2 separate regions of the Ovis aries genome follow, and region 1 is linked to region 2. Evidence: chromatin contacts called from public Hi-C data. All regions are on one chromosome and are shown on one strand. The core of a region is the stretch at or near the end of the contact, and the rest is flanking DNA. Distances in the headings are between cores, read along the strand shown.

Region 1 (3,028 bases), core at 188-2,687, 220 kb before region 2:
CCCATTCTGAGGTGCCTCCTCCTCCTTACTCACCTGGATTTCTCTCTCCTGCTTTTCTCCCCAGCCCTGCCACTCCCCCTCTTCCCCCCTCACCACACACACACACATACACACACTTTTCCTGAGTACCTGTAAAAGGTTGGTTCTAATCCGCTTATCTGTGCACTGCTTGGCAACCTCCTTGGCCAACCGAGTCACCTCATCTGAGGCCTTGGCAATGTCCTTGGCACACTGAATCAGTGCCCGCTTGGTGCCGCTGCCCCCTCTGACCAGTCGAGACATCTCAGCCATCAAGAGAGCCATGCGCTTGGCTGCTGCAATGATGTCATTGCCCTGGAGAGAAGCAAGACAGAGTGAGCTCAGCCCATACTCTGGCCAAGTTAGGGAGCGAAGTAGAAGCAGAGAGAAGAGAGGAGGGAGCCTGCTGCTCTAGCAGCCCTCTGGGAGGTGAGAAGAGAATACATGGACAGCAGAGAAGAGAGGAGTGAGCCAGGGCACTCACCCTAGCATTCAGTGAGAGGAGAGAGAGAGAGAGAGATCACTGAACCGAAAAAAGGAGGACTTGGATATTAATCTGAAAGGGCAACATGTGAGCCCCAGGCATAGCACTAAACAAACACTTCAGCATCTCCAGGTTAATCATGTCAATAAAATGGGAGTGGGCCCAAGGAATTGGTTAAACAGGCATTTTCCTTTCTGTGGGGGGAAAGCAGTAAAGTTGGCCTGAAGGGAAAAATACAGATGAGCCTTTCCAGATGCTGAAATCATCCTCTTCATCCTTACCCTTGTTACAGATAGCAGCCAAGGATTGCCGCTGCTGAACTAGAATTTAAACCAAGTAACTATTATTAGCCTTGGTGAAAAAAATTTTTTTCTTACTGAGACAGCTCCTTCCCTCTCTCTACTGCCTCTTGTTTGTACTGTCAGCCTAAAGGAACATGTTATTTTCATTCTTCACGTTTAAAAAGACCCAAAATCAATTCTTCGGTCCCCTCAGCTAAGTGGCTTCAATTAAAGAAACTTTCAGCTAAGAGGATGCTAGGGGAGGCTTTGGGAAAATAAAAATCATGTGTCAAGCTGTAACTGGAACCCCTGCAACTAATCACAGCTTATCTTAGATTTGGCATTTTGGTTCATTATAACCTTCATGGGTCATAATGTACAAGTAATTTACTTTATGCCTTCAAAAGGCTCATCTTTTGGCTGATAGCAAGCAAAAATAATAAATGCAGTGTTCAAAACTACCTAAAAGGCCAGGCCCTATGCATTTTTCCCCTCATGCTTTCCAATTTCTAGACAATGCAGTGAGGCATACGCAAACCATGCCACAGCAGGGTGCTCTGTGAGAGGCATCCACAGGCACCATGAAGTGGCTGCTCATTTACACAGGAGGGTGTGTAACCTCCCAGGTAGTCATCGAGGCCAGAGAGAACACAGTTACGGGAAGAACTCATGAGAACAGGAGGACGTTAGACAAGGTTGGCTAGGCCCACCTCTTCCACTGCAGACCTGGGATCATTCCAGGATTTCATGACCTTGGTTAGAGGATAGTGTTGTGCCAGGGTTAGTTATTTATCACGCATCACTCCTCAAAACCTTTCTTCTTGCAACATGCCACCTTCAAAGGGGGAAAATGTAATGATCCCATCCTCTACTCCCTAAGGCCAGAGCTCTGTTGGTTCCTGTCCTGCCTTGAGCCCTCTCTCTTCCCCACTCCCACACCCTGGCCCACTGAAACCCCTGATCAAGCAGTCAGTGAAGCTCCCTTCCCTGTGGGTACCCAATAAGGCCAGCATCTGCCACACAGCCAAGTGCAGGACAGCAAGCAGTCCTCCCCAGAAACCCTGCCATGTAAAGCTGCTTCTCCCCCTGATCAACTCTGCCAGAGCCATCAGTGAGAGGTCAGCGGAGAGGAGCTGGGGGTGGGGGGCAGGCAAAGCCCAATGATCAGGCCAGATGACCTCTTAATGGTCTACAGTGGTTCCTGACCTGAAAGTCATTGAGAGACGCATCCACAGCTTCCCAATGGGTTTAAGGTTCCAATGTCGGCCACAAGGTCAGTAAGAAAAGGAATCCTTTCAAACAGTGACCCCATCTTTCTCTAACCCCCAAACATGAATGCAATCCAATTAATCTGGCATGAGCAGACCTATGAAACTTGTGAAGCCAGTCCTAACAACAAGGTGCAAACAGACAGATGCCCGCCCGGCCCAGACTCACAGGACCCGCACAGATCATGAGTGATGCAGTGTGTCAAGGCTGCACATGGCCGGATGCATAGGGAGCAGCCCCACTGGGGGGCGCTCATCAGTACCTTACTAGACCACTTGGTAGCTTCCCGATGCAATGACTGAGCCGCGGCCAGAATGGGCTGGTTGACCGGCTGATTGGATGGCATTAACAGCAGCTCAGGTTCGTAATCGTCTTCCATGTCAGGGGGGACAGGGAACCCAACAGCATCAGCCGCCTCTGCCTCAGCTACAACACTTATACCCACCTTAGCGGCTGGGTTACCCGGCTTGGTCGATGGCAGGAAGGATGAGAAACAGGGACAGTGTTAGTAAGAGCAGTAGGGCTTGGGAAACTGAGCTTCAGCTGGTTTAGTAACCCAAGCTGGCCTAGGATGGGAAAGAAAACGGATTCCCTCCAGGAGTCAGATGAGCCAAGCTCCGCAGAAAGGGAATTCTCAGCCTCCAGCACCAATCTGCTCATAGCAAGGGAAAGAGGCTTGCTTACTCCAGTAGCAAAGGTTTCCAGAGACATATTTATACAAAGAAAGAAAGTGGCGTTCCTTTTTAATACACTTACTACCAAAGAGTAATTCTCGGGTCAGAACATTTTTTAGAAGCCAAACAATCAACAGTAGCCTATTAACTTTAAAAGGAATTCAGAGGGGAAAAGTAAATGCGGCCACACAAGCTGCTTTGAAGAGAACAAAGTGAAAACCCTGCTGGCTCATATGGACACTGTCCTGCAGTTTCCTGGACACAGGAGGTATCTTGGGTCAGCTCTGCCAGAACAAATTTTT
Region 2 (3,027 bases), core at 471-2,970:
GGGGTGGGGCATGATATTCAGTCACCTCACCCCTTTCCTTCGGCCCTCTGCCTTCTCCCAGGCAATTTGTTAATTCTTTTCCTATCCTATTCCCTTAATCACCCCTACTGGGCAGGTCTGGTTCTCAAACCAGCTCCCAGGACTGTTGGGTAAGGAGAGGAGAGGAGCCCTCCCGGAGAGCTTTGCTCCACCCACCCCCTGGGGGAGGAGGCCTGGGAGGCTGGGACACCTCTCAGCCTCTCAGCTGCCTTCTTCAGGCAGGCGAGTCAGCCTGCTGACAATGGAAGCCCGACTCCCAGTGGGCATCCTGCTGTAATCAAGACTGAACAGCAGCAGTTGGCTGAGCTCCGCCCTGCCCAGTGGGGGCTGGCCTCTAGACTTGGGGGGTACAGCTGCCCAGGCAGGTCAGGAACCTGCCCAGCCTGTTTCTCTTCCTCCAAAACAGTTATGTGTCTTGTTCCTACCATCCTCTGACAGTGGAGACAGAGAAAGAGCTGGTAACTCCCTCTGCCAGCATCCCAAGGAATCCCTTCATCCCACAAATATTTACTAAGGGTCTGAGGCTGAGTAGAGAGGTGAACAAAGGCAGCCCTGCCCTATCACAATTTACTGGGAAGCCAAATATTAAATAGCGAGCACAGTTCTACTTAGGTACCAGGTACTATTCTGAATGCTTTATGTGCTTTAGTTCATTAATACTCAAAACTCTGTGAGGTAGTTAGTTACTATTCTTCCCCGTTTTCAGATAAGGTAACTGAAGCACAGATAGACTAATTGACTTGCCCAGTGTCACATAGCTGGTCAGTGAGTTGCCAGAAACCGAAGTCAAGCAGTCTAACCCGAGTTCACACTTAAGACAGTCATGCTCTTGTGTGCTGCCTCTCATACTGGTAAACACATCATTATACAATGTGATGAGCCATAAATAAAAACAAAGGGTGCCTGAAGGAAAATGGGGTTATTTTCTTCTTGCTTCCACTTGCTCTTCTAGCCCACACTGCACTAAGCCTTTTCTAAGTGGTTCCCACTTCATCCCTTTCTTTGCTGGCCAGAGAGAGAACATTCTCTCATCTCTAAGGCTGGAGTGCAGGAAGGAAGGCAGAGTTCCACCTGCATCCTTCGCCCTGGCCTGGTCTCCCTGAACAAACCGTGCCTGAAGGATTTTATCTAATAATGGCCCTGACGCTTACACAAGTCTAGACTGTCAGCTTCCCGAGGGAAGGCTGCTGAGAGCTGGCTCTGCACAGATTGGGGGCGTCTCCCAAGTGTTCAGTGTGACACGGGCGTTTTTGACCTTGGCCCTCTCTCGTCGTGTGAGCCGGACTCGGGGCTTAGGACACAAGTGTAGAGCTCCGCCAGAGAACTCGGTGGTCCAGACCCCTACCCGTTCCCAACACATGCATACTTGCACTCACATCCTGAGCACTTGTAGGGTCTGCCCTGGGACAAGCCCACAGGTCAGGAACCTTCTAGCCCCCTCCAGGTGGCCGGGTCTGAGACCCCCACCCGCACCCCCGCTTTCGCTCCCGGGTGCCTCCGCCCAGCCCCAGCGGCTCCCCGGGCGGGGCGGGGCCGGTGGCGGAAGGCCCCTCCCCCGGGGCGGTCCGGGGGCCGGGCGGGGGGCCGGCGGGGCTGGGGGCGGGGCGGGCGGGCGGCGCGGGGGTGTCCCTCCCTCCCTCGCTCTCCCCGGTAAAGTCTCGCGGTGCTGCCGGGCTCAGCCCCGTCTCCTCCTCTTGCTCCCTCGGCCGGGCGGCGGTGACTGTGCACCGACGTCGGCGCGGGCTGCACCGCCGCGTCCGCCCGCCCGCCAGCATGGCCACCACCGCCACCTGCACCCGCTTCACCGACGACTATCAGCTCTTCGAGGAGCTCGGCAAGTACGGCTCGTCCGCCGCCAGCCGGGGCCCCCCACACCCTGCCCCTGCCGCCCGGGCGCTATGCGGCTCCTCGCCCCGCCCCCCGGCCCTGCACCGGCCGCTGCAGCGCCCCCTCGGCCCACCCCACCCCCAGCCTTTCCCGCCAGCCGCCTCCCGGGGCCCCCCTCGCCCCCAGCGCCCTGCCCCGCAGCCCCCTCCGCGCCCTGCAGCAGCTGCCCGGGCTGCTGCACCCCGCGCTGCCGCGGGGACTGCAGCCCCCGGAGCGCTCCTGGGCGCCCTCCAGCCCCGCCCCTTCCGCACCCTTCTGGCGCCCCCCCTAATCCCAACGCCGCCTGTTTGCTGCCCCCTCCCCACTCTGTTCAAGAGCTCACTCAGCACCCGGTCCCACGTCCCACGCGCCTGAGACTCAGGACCCTCCCCGGCCCTGCAGCTCCAACCCTGCTGCGGTGCCCGGCTGTGGGGGATGCTTGGTACCCGGCCCCGCCCCCGGCTAGTGCCGCTTCCAGGATCCCAGCCCCGCTGCTGGGCAGTGCTGCAGCACCCCCGTCCCCTCCCCCCATCCCTGCAGTGGTCCCGGGAGCCGCGCGCCGCAGCCGCAGCATCCCCCTCCCCTCCGCACTGAGCCGGCCGCTGCACCAGCCCTGGCCCCCCACCCCCACCCGCGGCGCCGAGCCTGGCCACTGCAGCCCCCGCCCAGCCCGCCCCCCTGGATGTTTCCAGAGCTGGAGAGTGCGAGCTCCCATTGAGGGCTGGGGGGCGTGTAGAGGGAAGTGTCATGGGGAAGGGGAGTTGTTGATGTCTGAGACCCACAACTGGGTCCTCTCTTTCCCTGCTATCAGTTGAGCTAGGACGCAGTGGGATGAAGCCGGCTGGGGGGATTTGAGTCTCACTTTCCTCCCCGTGGTTGAGGGAGACATGTATTAGAAAGACATACCCTCTTTCTAATGTTCCCTTCCCCTACCCCAACTATTCCTGCTGAGAAAAGGGCAGGGTCTTCCTTTCTCCGGTCTTCTTGGCTGGGACTGCAGGGCCGTCTGTGAGATGCAGCAGGTGTGTGTTTTAAGCATCCCCCACCAGCTCTTGACGCACAGCCTGAGGTTAGGGCTGTTGCTTTACCCAGAACAGATGTGGGTGGGCGTGGGAGTAGCGT

Evidence for each region. A called contact is a pair of places that touch in the nucleus more often than the background predicts.
Region 1: a Hi-C map of mixed tissues shows a contact between it and region 2, with 3 times the contacts expected there. The contact joins the enhancer-like site here to the promoter of CAMK2G in region 2. A contact is called at or near these places in 8 of 16 Hi-C or Micro-C datasets (blood, hypothalamus, liver and 4 more).

Annotation. Positions count from the first base shown.
Region 1 is chr25:29,199,225-29,202,252 of ARS-UI_Ramb_v3.0, reverse strand. It overlaps VCL (vinculin), which reads right to left. Exons shown (of 21, transcript XM_027962290.2): 19 at 130-333. Among named protein-coding and RNA genes, the nearest start is that of ADK, 28 kb to the left of the region's middle. Within about 2 kb of position 1,437, at least 8 of the 54 cell types and tissues checked have an H3K27ac peak or open chromatin away from gene starts, as enhancers often do.
Region 2 is chr25:28,976,985-28,980,011 of ARS-UI_Ramb_v3.0, reverse strand. It overlaps CAMK2G (calcium/calmodulin dependent protein kinase II gamma), which reads left to right and starts at 1,720. Exons shown (of 21, transcript XR_009598544.1): 1 at 1,720-1,877.